Linked DNA regions of Pan troglodytes: region 1 is linked to region 2. Evidence: chromatin contacts called from public Hi-C data. All regions are on one chromosome and are shown on one strand. The core of a region is the stretch at or near the end of the contact, and the rest is flanking DNA. Distances in the headings are between cores, read along the strand shown. Region 1 has its middle 18 kb from the start of RCBTB1. Region 2 overlaps CAB39L (calcium binding protein 39 like).

Region 1 (6,656 bases), core at 1,195-3,694, 290 kb before region 2:
GGAAGCCAAGACAGGAGAATTGCTTGAAGCCAGGAGTTTGAGACCAGCCTGGGCAACATAGTGAGATCCTGTCTCTACAAAAACAATTTTTTTTTTAATTAGTCAGGCATGGTGGCACACACCTGTAGTCCCAGGTAGGCTGTAGTCTCAGCTAGGCTGAGGTGGGAGGATCACTTGAGCCCAGGAGGTAGAGGCCACCATGAGCTATGATCATGCGAGCAAGACCTTGCCTCTTAAAAAAAAAAAAAGCAATATCCATCACATATTGCAAAGAGATGATTAGAGAAAAGAATGTAAGAAATTTCTTACAGAAACAATACATTTATTTTATATGGAAAGGAGCCATTTTTACTTTAAATAGGGAATCTAGACAATATTCATCTAAATAGCACATTTAATTTCGCTAAAACCCAGATCCCACTATAGAATCCTGCTGAGCTAGTTTAGATTAGACCATATGGTGAGCTCTTTAAGAAAAAGGAAGTGATCTCTTTCCTAAGCCCACACATACTACTTCAATGATAAGGAAGGCTGATTTGTAACACATAGGCCAAAGAGAAGAAGGAACAAGAACCAGAGATGTGTCCCAGTCTCTAGAGCTGGGCTGAGTCAGGCCATCTGCACCTGACCTTTCTAGAACAAGGAGTGATGAGGCTTCTAGGGAAGCTATCACTGGGCCCATCATATCTGGTTACATGGTGATCAGAATGGAGATGATAAATGCTCTAAATGGAAGGCACAGCATGTCCTAAAAGATGAAAGGTTTACATAATATAGGCTTATTCATATACTTTTGGCCCCTGGGAACCACAGCCTTGGGACATATATACCCATGCTTGCAAAAATATAGAAGCTGGGGAGGTGAGAAGGTAGTGAAAAAGCTGGAGTGTGAAGAAGTTTGGGTTTCCATAGACACCCCCTCTTTTCAAACCTTTTTTCAATTTAACCACAGTCACTGGATTAAATGAATCAATTTAGTTAGGTGGAAATAACAAGTTTATATATCAGTGTAAAAAAGGAACATAAAGAAAAGGATGATGTGGGGTTTTTTTTTCACCCTCAAGTAAATACAATTTTTCCCTTTTAATTGCTTTCTACAGTGAAATCAGGTGAGTTATAGTTGACATTTTACATGTAATAGATATTTCAGAGTTTGCAGTGGTAGAAAAAGAAAGAAGTAGTAACAGGACCAAAGAAAAAAAGGAACATTTAATAACTGTATCAGAATATGAGTACTGCTGCCTCCACCCACCAATCATTAGAAGCAAGTGTTAGAAGCAGCAGCTATACCAAGGCCAGGCACAGTGGCTTATGCCTGTAATCCCAGCTCTTTGGGAGGCTGAGGTGGGCAGATCTCTTGAGGCCAAGAGTTCAACACCAACCTGGCCAACATGGTAAAACCCCTCTATTAAAAATACAAAATTAGCCAGGCATGGTGGCACACACCTGTAATCTCAGCTACTCGGGAGGGTGAGGCAGGAGAATTGCTTGAACCTGGGAGGTGGTCAGGAGGCTGAGGTGGGAGAATTGCTTGAACCCAGGAGGTGGAGGTTGCAGTGAGCTGAGATTGCACCACTGCACTCCTGGCTGGGCAACAGAGTGAGACTTCGTCTTAAAAAATAAATGAATAAATACATAAAAATAGACGCAGCAGCAATACCAGACTTCCTCTTAGCCACCTGCTAGACCTATAGTCTTGCAAACAACTTCCGATGTCATTCCTGTCTTGATAAATGTAGAGAGAGTTCTGGGAAACGTCAGCCTGGCATGCTAGAACATAGTGAGCTTATACGGTGTTAAAACTCTAGGAAACTGTTAAGTTCTGACTCTCCTTCCATGAGGGTTTTTCATCCATTTTTGGCAGTCCTTCACACTACCTGTTTCCATTCCAAGGAATTCTGCCTCTTATTTTTTTATTTTTTATAGCGACAAGGTCTCACCCTGTTGCCCAGGCTGGTCTCAAATTCCTGGGCTCAAGCAATCCTCCCACCTCACCTTCCCAAAGCACTGTGATTACAGGCATGACCCACCACACCTGGCCGGAATTCTGCCTTCTAATCTGGTTCATTGACCAACTTTTGAGTGAACTGAGATAAATCCTACAAATTGCTGAGTTTGTTTCCATGTTTGTGATGCACTGAAGTAGTCCTCTTGTGAATGTGCCTGGATCATATTATAAATGTTGTGGTCACTCCTGTAGCCAGTTTGGAAATATTGCAATAATTTCAGAATTGAAGAAATGTATCTTGAAATTAAAAACTACTTAAACTTATAGAATACACCTGGGTATTAATTTCTTATTAGACAGCATTAAATCTAGATTGGTTAGTAAGTGAACCAGAGGCAACAAAGTAAATGAGAATGAACCTTTAACTGATGCTAGGTTTGGGCCCGTGCCACATGGTGGCAGGCTTGCTCTGTGAAGTACTTCCTCTTCAGGACCAACAAACAATAGTGTTCCTAAACGCCATAAAGCTTTCCTCCAAGCCGTGACTCAGGGACCAAGGCTCCTTTCATTCTGTGGCCCCGCCATCTTCAACAAGCGGTTTCCAGGGTCTTTGCAGAAGGAGAAAGAACAAGAAGGACCACCGTGGGAGATCTGTGTGTGATCCCAGGAAAACAAACTTCATCAAGAAACAAGTTTCTGCTTTTCTTTTCTTTTCTTTTCTTTTTTTTTGACAGAGTCTCTGTAGCCCAGGCTGGAGTGCAGTGGTGCGATATCGGCTCACTACAACCTCCATCTCCTGGGCTCAAGCAATTCTCGTGCCTCAGCCTCCCGAGCAGCTGGGATTACAGGCATGCACCACCAAACCCAGCTAATTTTTGTATTTTAACTAGAGATGGGTTTTCGCCATGTTAGCCAGGCTGGTCTCGAACTCCTGACTTCAGGCGATCTGCCCTCCTCAGCCTCCCAAAATGCTGGGATTACAGGTGTGAGCCACTGCGCCCTTCAAGAAACAAGTTTTAATGCTAGTATTTAACTACATTAAATCACATTAAACTACATGGTTTAGGAAATTAATTTTTAGAAAGAATAACATAAGTTATTAAGTTGTGAAGATTGTATTTTCTTTTTTTTTATTTTTATTTTTGAGACAGAGTCTTGCTCTGTCCCCCAGGCTGGAGTGCAGTGGTGTGATCTCGGCTCACTGAAGCCTCTACCTCCTGGTTTCAAGTGATTTTCCTGTCTCAGCCTCCCGAGTAGCTGGTATTACAGGAGCCCACCACCACGCCTGGCTAATTTTTTTTTTTTGAGACGGAGTTTCACTCTTGTTGCCCAGGCTGGAGTGCAATGGCATGATCTTGGCTCACTGCAACCTCCGCCTCCCAGGTTCAAGTGATTCTCCTGCCTCAGCCTCCCAAGTAGCCGGGATTACAGGCATGTGCCACCACACCTGGCTAATTTTTTTTTTGTATTTTTAGTAGAGACGGGGTTTCTCCATGTTGGCCAGGCCGGTCTTGAACTCCTGACCTCAGGTGATCCACCTGCCTTGACCTTCCAAAGTGCTGGGATTACAGGTGTGAGCCACCGTGCCTGGCCTAATTTTTGTATTTTTAGTAGAGACGGGGTTTCACCATATTGGCCAGGCTGGTCTTGAACTCCTGACCTCAAGTGGTCCGCCCACCTCGGCCTCTCAAAGTGCTGGGATTACAGGCCCACTGCGCTCGGCCAAGATTGCGTTCTCTTTAAAAAATGTTACTTTACATCATATGGTACATAGGCAGCAATGATTTAACCTTCAGTAGAACATTCCGCCTCTAAATCTCAGTATCATCTTCTCCAAAATGATGGGTTTGTATTTACTTAAAGTTCCATAATTATCATACCCCTCTTACAACTAAAAAAGGCTTAAATATTCTTCTTCAGTAAAAGGAATATCAGTCATGTTACAGTAGCTTTTTAAAGAATATGGTTTCTGGAGTTGGACTGCCTAGGTTTGAGTTTGAGTTCTGCCATTTATTAACTGTGAGGTATTAGGTATGGTACTCAGCCTATCAAAATTTCAGTTTCTTTCCAGGCATGGTGGCTCACACCTGTAATCTCAGCACTTTGGGAGACCCAGGTGGGCAGATGGTTTGAGCTTAGGAGTTAGAGACCAGCCTATGCAACATGGTGAAACTCCGTCTTTACAAAAAATAAAAAAATTAGCTAGGCACAGTGGCATGCACTTATAGTCCTAGCTACCAGGGAAGCTGAGATAGGAGGATTGCTGAAGCCTGGGAGGTCAAGGCTGCAGTGAGCCATGAGCAAGACCCTGTCTCAAAAAAAAGAAAAAACAAACAAAAAAAAATGCAAAACAAAAAAAACGAGACTTGATTAGTCCACATTATATACATGTAACTAAATTTCACATGTACCCCATAAATTTGTACACGTAAAAAAGATTTCAATTTCCTCATCCATAAAGTGGGATAAGTTACTGCACATATCTTATAGAGTTGTTAGGATTAAATGGGAAAAACGTATGTATGGCAGAGACTGGCCAACTGTTTACTAAACTGTTTCTTTTTCTTCCTGAGCAAACAGTTAAACCACATTTTCCATCTTCACTTAAGTTAGCTGTGGCCATGCAACTGAGTCCTGATCAGTGGAATGTGAAAGTGTTAGCAGCAGTGAATCTGTACAGGTCTGCAGCAGCCTCAATTCTTGCCACCTCAGAAGAAAGAACTTGACTGAGGGGCATAAGGCAGAGGGAGAGACTGAGGCAAGTTTTAGAGCAGGAGTGAAAGTCTTTAAAAAGTTTTAGAGCAGGAATTTTAAAAAAGTACACTTGGAAGAGGGCCAAGCAGGTAACGTGAAAGATTCAAGTGTACAGTTTGACCTTTGACTCGGGGCTTTATACACTGGCATGCTTCCAGCGGGTAACATCTCTTCTCCCAGTTCTTCGTTTGGGGTGGGCTGTCTGCATTCGCACCGGCCTGCCAGCACTTGGGAGGAGCCGCATGTGCAGTGTGTTTACTGAAGCGTGCACATGCTCACTTGAGGCGTTTTTCCCTTACCTGTTGAGTGTTCTAGAGGAAGGTCATATACTGGTTAAACTCTGCCATTTTGCCTTAGTTTTCATGCTTGAGCCCACTCACCCAACTCCTGAGATCTTACCAGGAAGCTGCTGATCACCAGTTTCGGGTGTTTTCTATTTATTGAGAGCCTGCCTTTCTCTGGCGCTGGCTGCAACCAATTATTATTTTAGAGAGACAGTTAACAACCGCCTGACCATTACCTGATGGTTTCCTGACATTCCTGGTTGTGGTAGGGGGGTGCTTTCCTGCCCTGCTCATGTCTGCCTACTACCTACTGTAACAAAAGGAAGAGAAGCGTGCTATTTCCAGGCTAAGCTCACACGCAGCTCTCCCACGGTGGTCCTCCTTGTTCTTTCCCCTTCTGCAAAGACCCTGGAAACCACTTGTTGAAGATGGCAGGGCCACAAAATGAAAGGAGCCTTGGTCCGAGAGTCATGGTTTGGAGGAAAGCTTTATGCCTTTAGGAATACTATTAATAGCATTTCTCTCAGTATTGCAAACCAGAAGCCTACAGCCCTGAACTTAAAACACAAGCAATATAATGGTGATCTTGTCTGCAGGATTTTTTTAAGCTAGAGAAAGTCTAGGAAACAAAGTTGCATGTAGAAGCAGTAAAACTGTAAGCTATTCATATATGTAACTCACAGAAAGTCAACATCTTGTATTTATATTTGCTACATTTTTTGTAAATTTTAATGGCATATACAAGAAGGGAAATGAGATAAAATACTGAAGTTGGTGTCATATTGAAAACAGTATTTTCAATTATTTCATCCTTGTGTTTACTTCAGTCCATATTATGATTCATTAAATGATTTCTCTCAGTATTTCACATAATGATTACCCCCCCCCCCCTTTTTTTTAAACTCTAATCCCATGACAGATTAGGATATGTCCTTTTTTTTTTTTTTTTTTTTTAAATTAAAGACTGGGTCTGCTACATTGCCCAGGCTGGAGTACAGCAGCTATTCACAGCCACCATGATAGTGCACTACAGCCCGAATTCCTGGACTCAAGTGAAGCCTCAGCCTCCTGAGTAGCTCGGGCTGAAACTGCCTTTGCAAAATTACAACAGTAAAAGAAATCTGACATGGCTGACTCCATCTTGCTTCCAGTCTCACAGGCTGGCTGTCTTCACTCATTCCTGGATGTGGGCCAAGGTAACTTTGGGGCAAATTTAGTTTATAGTTTAAACCATAATAGCCCTCCCCCAAAACTAAACTGCCCTTGTAAACCTAATGGAAGGTCAAGTTAGGAGGATGGGAGGGGCCTGGATTCTATTAAGATACAGGCTTAGCTAAAATATTACCAACCATTATTGTGGAGGCCACAAGATTAGCAACTTCCTCAATTATTCTTGCAGATAACATCACTATTGTAGAACCTAAGACTGGCCTTTTGAGATGTCTTTTCAGGTTTTTGCCTTTTTTTTTTTTTTTTTTTTTTTGAAACGAAGTCTCGCTTTGTCGCCCAGGCTGGAGTGCAGTGGCATGATTTCAGCTCACTGCAAGCTCCACCTCCCGGGTTCACGCCATTCTCCTGTCTCAGCCTCCTGAGCAGCTGGGTCTACAGGTGCACGTCGCCATGCCCGGCTAATTTTTTTTTTTTTCAGTAGAAACGGGGTTTCACCATGT
Region 2 (5,766 bases), core at 2,521-5,020:
TACAAGACACTGATCAGATATATGATTTGCAAATATTTTCTCCCATTCTGTGTGTTTTTTTCACTCTCTTGATAGTATCCTTTGATATACAAAAGTTTTCAATTTGGTTCAGTTTACCTGTTTTTTCTTTCATTGCTTGTATTTTTGGTGTCATATCTAAGAAACCATTGCCAAATCCAACATTATGAAAATTTACCCTGTATTTTCCTGTGAAAATTTTAGCTCTTATATTTAGGTCTTTGATTGATTTTACTTTTTATTTAGAGTAAGATAAGGGCTCAGCTTCGTCTTTTGCATGTGAATATCCAAATGTCCTATATTGAGTGTTTTTTGTTTGTTTGTTTGTTTTTTGAGACAGCATCTCACTCTGTTGCCCAGGTGGGAGTGCGGTGGCACCATCACAGCTCACCGCATCCTCAACCTCCCAGGCTCAATTGATCCTCCCACCTCAGCTTCCCGAGTAGCTGGGACTACAGGTGTGCACTACGGCACCTGGCTAATTTTTATATTTTTTGTAGAGAGGGGGTTTCGCCATGTTGCCCAGGCTGGTCTTGAATATCTGGGCTCAAGCGATTCGCCCACCTCGGCCTCCCAAAGTGCTGGGTTTAGAGGTGTGAGCCACTGCACCCAGCCTCCGTGTTGAGTGTTTTTATCATGAAAAGGTGTTGGATTTTATCAAACTCTTTTTCTGTATCAATTGAGAAGATCATGTGGTTTCCCTATATTCTGCTAATGCGGTACACTTGTGTTAGTTTTCTAGGCTGCCATAACAAAGTACCACAGACCGAATGGCTTAAAACAACAGAAAACACAGTTCTGGAGGCCAGAAGTCCAAAATCAAGGTGTTGGCAGCATTGACTTCTTTTGGAGACTCTCAGGGAGAATCTTCCTTGCTTCTCTCCCAGCTTCTGGTGGTTGCCAGAGGTCCTTGGTGCTCCTTGGCTTATAGAAGCATCTCTGTTTCCATCTTCACATGGCATTCTCCTCTATATCCCTAAGCGTCTCTGTGTCCAGAGTTCACCAGTCATTGGAGTAAAGCCACCCTAAGCCAGTATTGACCTCATCTTATCTTGAGTACATCTGTAAAGAAAGTCTGTGTTTCCAAATAAAATCACACTCACAGATACTGAGAATTAGGACTTGAACATATCTTTTTGGGGAACACAGTTTAACCCAGTATATGTGATGTGTTACATTGATTGATTTGCTTATGTTGAACCACCCTTGTATTTCTGGGGAATAAATCCCACTTGGTCATGGTATAGAATCCTTTTGATATAGTGCTGGACTTGGTTTTCTAGTATTTTGTTGAGGATTTTTTGCATTTTTATTCATAGAGAATACTGGTATGTAGTTTTTTTGTGTTGTTTTTCTCTGGCTTTGGTATTTGGGTAATACTGGCCTCATATCATAAGTTAGGAAGTGTTCCCATTTCTTACAGTTTTCAGAAGAATTTGAGAGAGATTTGTGTTAATTCTTCTTTAAATGTTAGGTAGAATTTACTAGTGAAGCCATCTGGTCCTGGTCTCTTTTTTGTTGGAAGTTACTGATTTGATCTCTTGTCAGAGGTCTGCAGATTCTCTGTTTCTTCTTGAGTCAGTTGGGTAGTCTGCATGTTTCTAGGAATTTGGCCATGTCATCATCTAGGTTATCTAATTTTTTAGTATATAATTGTTCATAGCATCTCTCATAATCCCCTTTTATTTCTATAAGGCCATTAGTAATGTTTAGCATTTGAGTCTTCTTTCTTTTCTTAGTCAATCTAGCTAAAGGTTTATCAATTTTATTAATTTTTTTCAAAGAACCAACTTTTGGGTTCATTGATTCTGTCATTTTCCTGTTCTCTGTTTTGTTTATCTCTGCTCTAAGTTTTATTATTTCCTTCCTTATGTTGCTTTGGTTTAGTTTGTTCTTCTCTTCCTAGTTCCTTAAGCTATAAAACTAGGTTACTAATCTGAGATCTTTCTTTTCTTTTCTTTTCTTTTTTTTGAGATGGAGACTTGCTCTGTTGCCCAGGCTGGAGTGCCATGGCACGATCTTGGCTCACTGCAACCTCCGCCTTCTGGGTTCAAGCCATTCTCCTGCCTCAGCCTCCTGAATAGCTGGGGCTTACAGGCGCACACCACCATGCCCGGCTAATTTTTGTATTTTTAGTAGACAGAGGGTTTCACCATGTTGGTCAGGCTGGTCTCAAACTCCTGACTTCATGATCCGCCCGCCTTGGCCTCCCACGCTGCTGGATTACAGACGTGAGCCACCGCACCCAGTCCAGATCTTTCTTTTTTAATGTAGGCATTTATAGCTATAAATTTCCCCCTGGGCACTGCTTTTGGTGCATCTTATGAGTTTTGATATATTTTGTTTTTGTTTTCATTTGTCTCAAAGTGTTTTCTAATTTTCTTTGTGATTTCTATTTCCCATTGGTTGTTTCAGAGGAGCCTAGGATACTTTATAACCCAGAAGGTCAAAGGTCAGTTCCTCCTTGTCACCCCATGGCTGTAGACCCACCAAGCAGAAGCTTAAGAAACCCTTTTCCTTCTCTGTTATGGGTCCCCTGGCCTGGCTGAGCGGTGGGCTCACTGTAAGTAAGCCATGTGGGCTGCCAAGAGACTGTCTCATCATGAGCCACTCATGACCACAGGGACGTGCAGTGTTCCCAGAGAGGGTTCTGTATTCCTTAGCGCTTGCTGTGTGAGTGAGTCCATGACCTTTGATGGAAAGAACAGAAACATGAAGAATTTATATATCATATTTATGAACAATTTCAGAACTAAATTGGCCAAATGAACTGAGTATCAGATTTGTGGGCTTTGATTTCTAGTTCTGAACCTCACCTGGTAAAATGTCACATTTCATCAGTTCTCAGAACAAGCATCCTGGGATTAATCTCAGCTTCAGCCCTTGCTAGTTCTGTGAGCCTGGCAAAAGCAATTTTGCAACAATGTATGTGTTCTACTCCATGCATTTGAATGGTGCGTGCTGTGTGCCATGTACCATTTGAATGCATGGAGTAGAATACATATACTGTTCTCATTAAGCCTCACAGTTACCTAATGGCACTCAGGTACTGTTATCATCCCCATTTTTCAGATGAAGAAACTGAGGTACAGAGAGGTAAACAAGTTTTGTGAAATCATAAAGCTAATAAGAGGTGGTGCTAGGATTTGGGCCCAGGCTGTGTGCTTCTGAATCTGCGCTGTTAACCATACTACTATGCGGTCAAGTTTATTAATATGACTCAGCCTGTTTCCTTATTAACAGATGAGGATAACAGCTCTTATACTTCAGGGCTGTTGTGAGGGTTAAGTGTTTGATGAGTGTGAAACACTTAGCCCCATGAATGAAGACAACCAGCTGGGAGGGCTATGAACTGGCTGCCCACGGTCGTGTGTACAGTTGACCAGAATTAGGGTGATGGGGCAGTGACGAGGCCTTGAATTCAGTTCAGGCACTTTGCCTCCAGCAAGCACGACTCCCCACGTACAGTGACAACAGAAGGCTTTCAGGAGACTTACTTGTGCTGAAGCTGCTGATGTTCTCCAGCACATTCTCCCCACCCAGACAGGCAGAGGTCCTTTTATTTCTAGATAACAAAACTTTGCTGGTGGACACACTGCTAACATGTAGGAGAGGTGGAATTTGAACCCAGGTTCCAGAGCCGGCGCTGCCTTAGCTCCCACGTTCCCTTACTCATTCTTACTGTTGCTCCCACGTCCTGTCCCGCCCACCTCAGAGCCTGCAGTGGGACAATTCAGTATTCCTGGAATGCTGCTTTTCTTACCACCACGTGTAAACATTCTCTGCCTGACTCATGGACTAGCTCTCATGCCGCCCACACCATGAGCCTTCCTGTTCCAAACCCGGAAATGTAATGTCATCGCCACCTCCTGGGATGGGAGCCTCTGCAGTCTTGTATTCCCCACATTGGTACTCAACATCCTAGGGTAGTTTTCTCCTTCCCCACACTTGCTAGGGTGGAGGAACCTTAAAGGCTTCGCCATGAAACCCCCACTGCTCCATAACTAAGCCCTTTCGTAGTGTGTTCCCTGTAGAGTTGGGCACTGCACAGCTATGGGACAGGGATGGATGGGCAGAGGGGGTGCCAGGCAGAGGCAGGAGGCTAGACCATCACACCAGAGAGCTCTGTAGGGCTCAGAGACACTTTGATTTGCATTCTGGTCATTTGGTCATGTATGTAGCAGTAACTAAGGAGTGTGTCTTTTACAAAATAGTGCACCAGTCAGTATCAGATCGTGGTTTCCACCAGGAGTTCACATAAGAATCTCTGTGGAACTTCATAGAAATACAGAATGCTAGACATTCATCACAGACCTGCTGAGTTGACGTATCTGGGAGGTAGGACCTGGGCAGTTGTAATTTTTTTTTTTTTTTTTTTTGAGACGGAGTCTCACTCTGTCGCCCAGGCTGGAGTGCAGTGGCGCGATCTCAGCTCACTGCAAGCTCTGCCTCCTGGGTTCACGCCATTCTCCTGCCACAGCCTCCCGAGTAGCTGGGACTACAGGCGCCCGCCACCACGCCCGGCTAATTTTTTGTATTTTTAGTAGAGATGGGATTTCACCGTGTTAGCTAGGATGGTCTCGATCTCCTGACCTCATGATCCGCCCACCTCGGCCTCCCAAAGTACTAGTATTACAGGCATGAGCCACCGCGCCTGGCCCGGCAGTTGTAATTTTTAAAGCTTCACATATGTAACAAACAGTGACATTGGTGACCTCCAGGGAGGGAAGGTGAGAGGAGGACTATTCACGTTTGTCCTTTTTGAATTTTGAACTAGGTGATGATATTATGTGTTCAAAAAATAAATTATGTTTAAAAATCATAAGCTCACTCATACTATATGTTGTTTATGTTTAAATATCTATGTAATAGGAGGATAAGGATTAAAATGTGCCCAGAGATGGTGGCACACTGCTGGAGGTGGGAGGGGAAAGGTGGAAGGTGAGGGTTTGGTTCCATTTGTAATGTTTTATTTGTTTAAAAAGAGACTCTTGAGGCACAATGGTAAAATCTATTCAATTTGTGAGGTAAGTATACTGGATTTGTTATGTTATTTTCTGTTTGAAAGATTTTATAGTTAAGAACAAATATTTAAAAGTAAAACAAAGTCAAATATGAAATATTCATAGATAGCTCCCACGTGCTCCTAGCTAGTGACTTAGGAGAGTGATAGGAAAGGTGAAGTGCAGGCCTGTGGCGCTTAACAGCAGGGAGTCGTTCTGAGAAACATGCTCACTAGGCGATGTCCTTTGTGTGGGAACATCACAGAGTGCATTTACACAGACCTAGGTGGTGGAGCCTGCCACACACCTAGGCTATATAGTGTGGGCTGTTGCACCTAGAGCACAAACCTGTGCAGCATGTTACCATACTGAATACTGCAGGCAATTATAACCCAATGGTATTTGGGTATCTAAACATAGAAAAGATAACAGTAACAATATGGCATAAAAGAGAAAAAATGGTACACCTGTATAGGGAACTTACCATAAATGGAGCTTACAGGACTGGCAGTTGCTCTGGGGGAGTCAGGGATTGAATGGTGAGTGAATGCGAAGGCCTAGGACATTACCGTACACTACTGTAGACTTCATAAACACTGCTTAGACTACACTAAATTGATATAAAAATTTTTTTTCATGCTTTAATAATAAGTTAACCTTAGGGCCAGGCATGGTGGCTCATGCCTGTAATCCCACAGCTTTAGGAGGCCAAGGTGGAAGGATTGTTTGAGACCAGGAATTCGAG

What was found. A called contact is a pair of places that touch in the nucleus more often than the background predicts.
Region 1: a Hi-C map of stem cell-derived neural progenitor cells shows a contact between it and region 2, with 4 times the contacts expected there. The contact joins two enhancer-like sites. A contact is called at or near these places in 3 of 7 Hi-C or Micro-C datasets (induced pluripotent stem cells and stem cell-derived neural progenitor cells) and 1 of 1 other capture datasets (stem cell-derived neural stem cells).

What each region holds. Positions count from the first base shown.
Region 1 is chr14:55,197,174-55,203,829 of NHGRI_mPanTro3-v2.0_pri, reverse strand. No RefSeq gene overlaps it. Among named protein-coding and RNA genes, the nearest start is that of RCBTB1, 18 kb to the right of the region's middle. Within about 2 kb of position 2,444, at least 3 of the 24 cell types and tissues checked have an H3K27ac peak or open chromatin away from gene starts, as enhancers often do. A contact at or near this core is called in stem cell-derived neural progenitor cells, where this site is marked.
Region 2 is chr14:54,905,090-54,910,855 of NHGRI_mPanTro3-v2.0_pri, reverse strand. The region is part of intron 10 of CAB39L (calcium binding protein 39 like); the gene reads left to right. Among named protein-coding and RNA genes, the nearest start is that of CDADC1, 67 kb to the right of the region's middle. Within about 2 kb of position 3,770, at least 8 of the 24 cell types and tissues checked have an H3K27ac peak or open chromatin away from gene starts, as enhancers often do. A contact at or near this core is called in stem cell-derived neural progenitor cells, where this site is marked.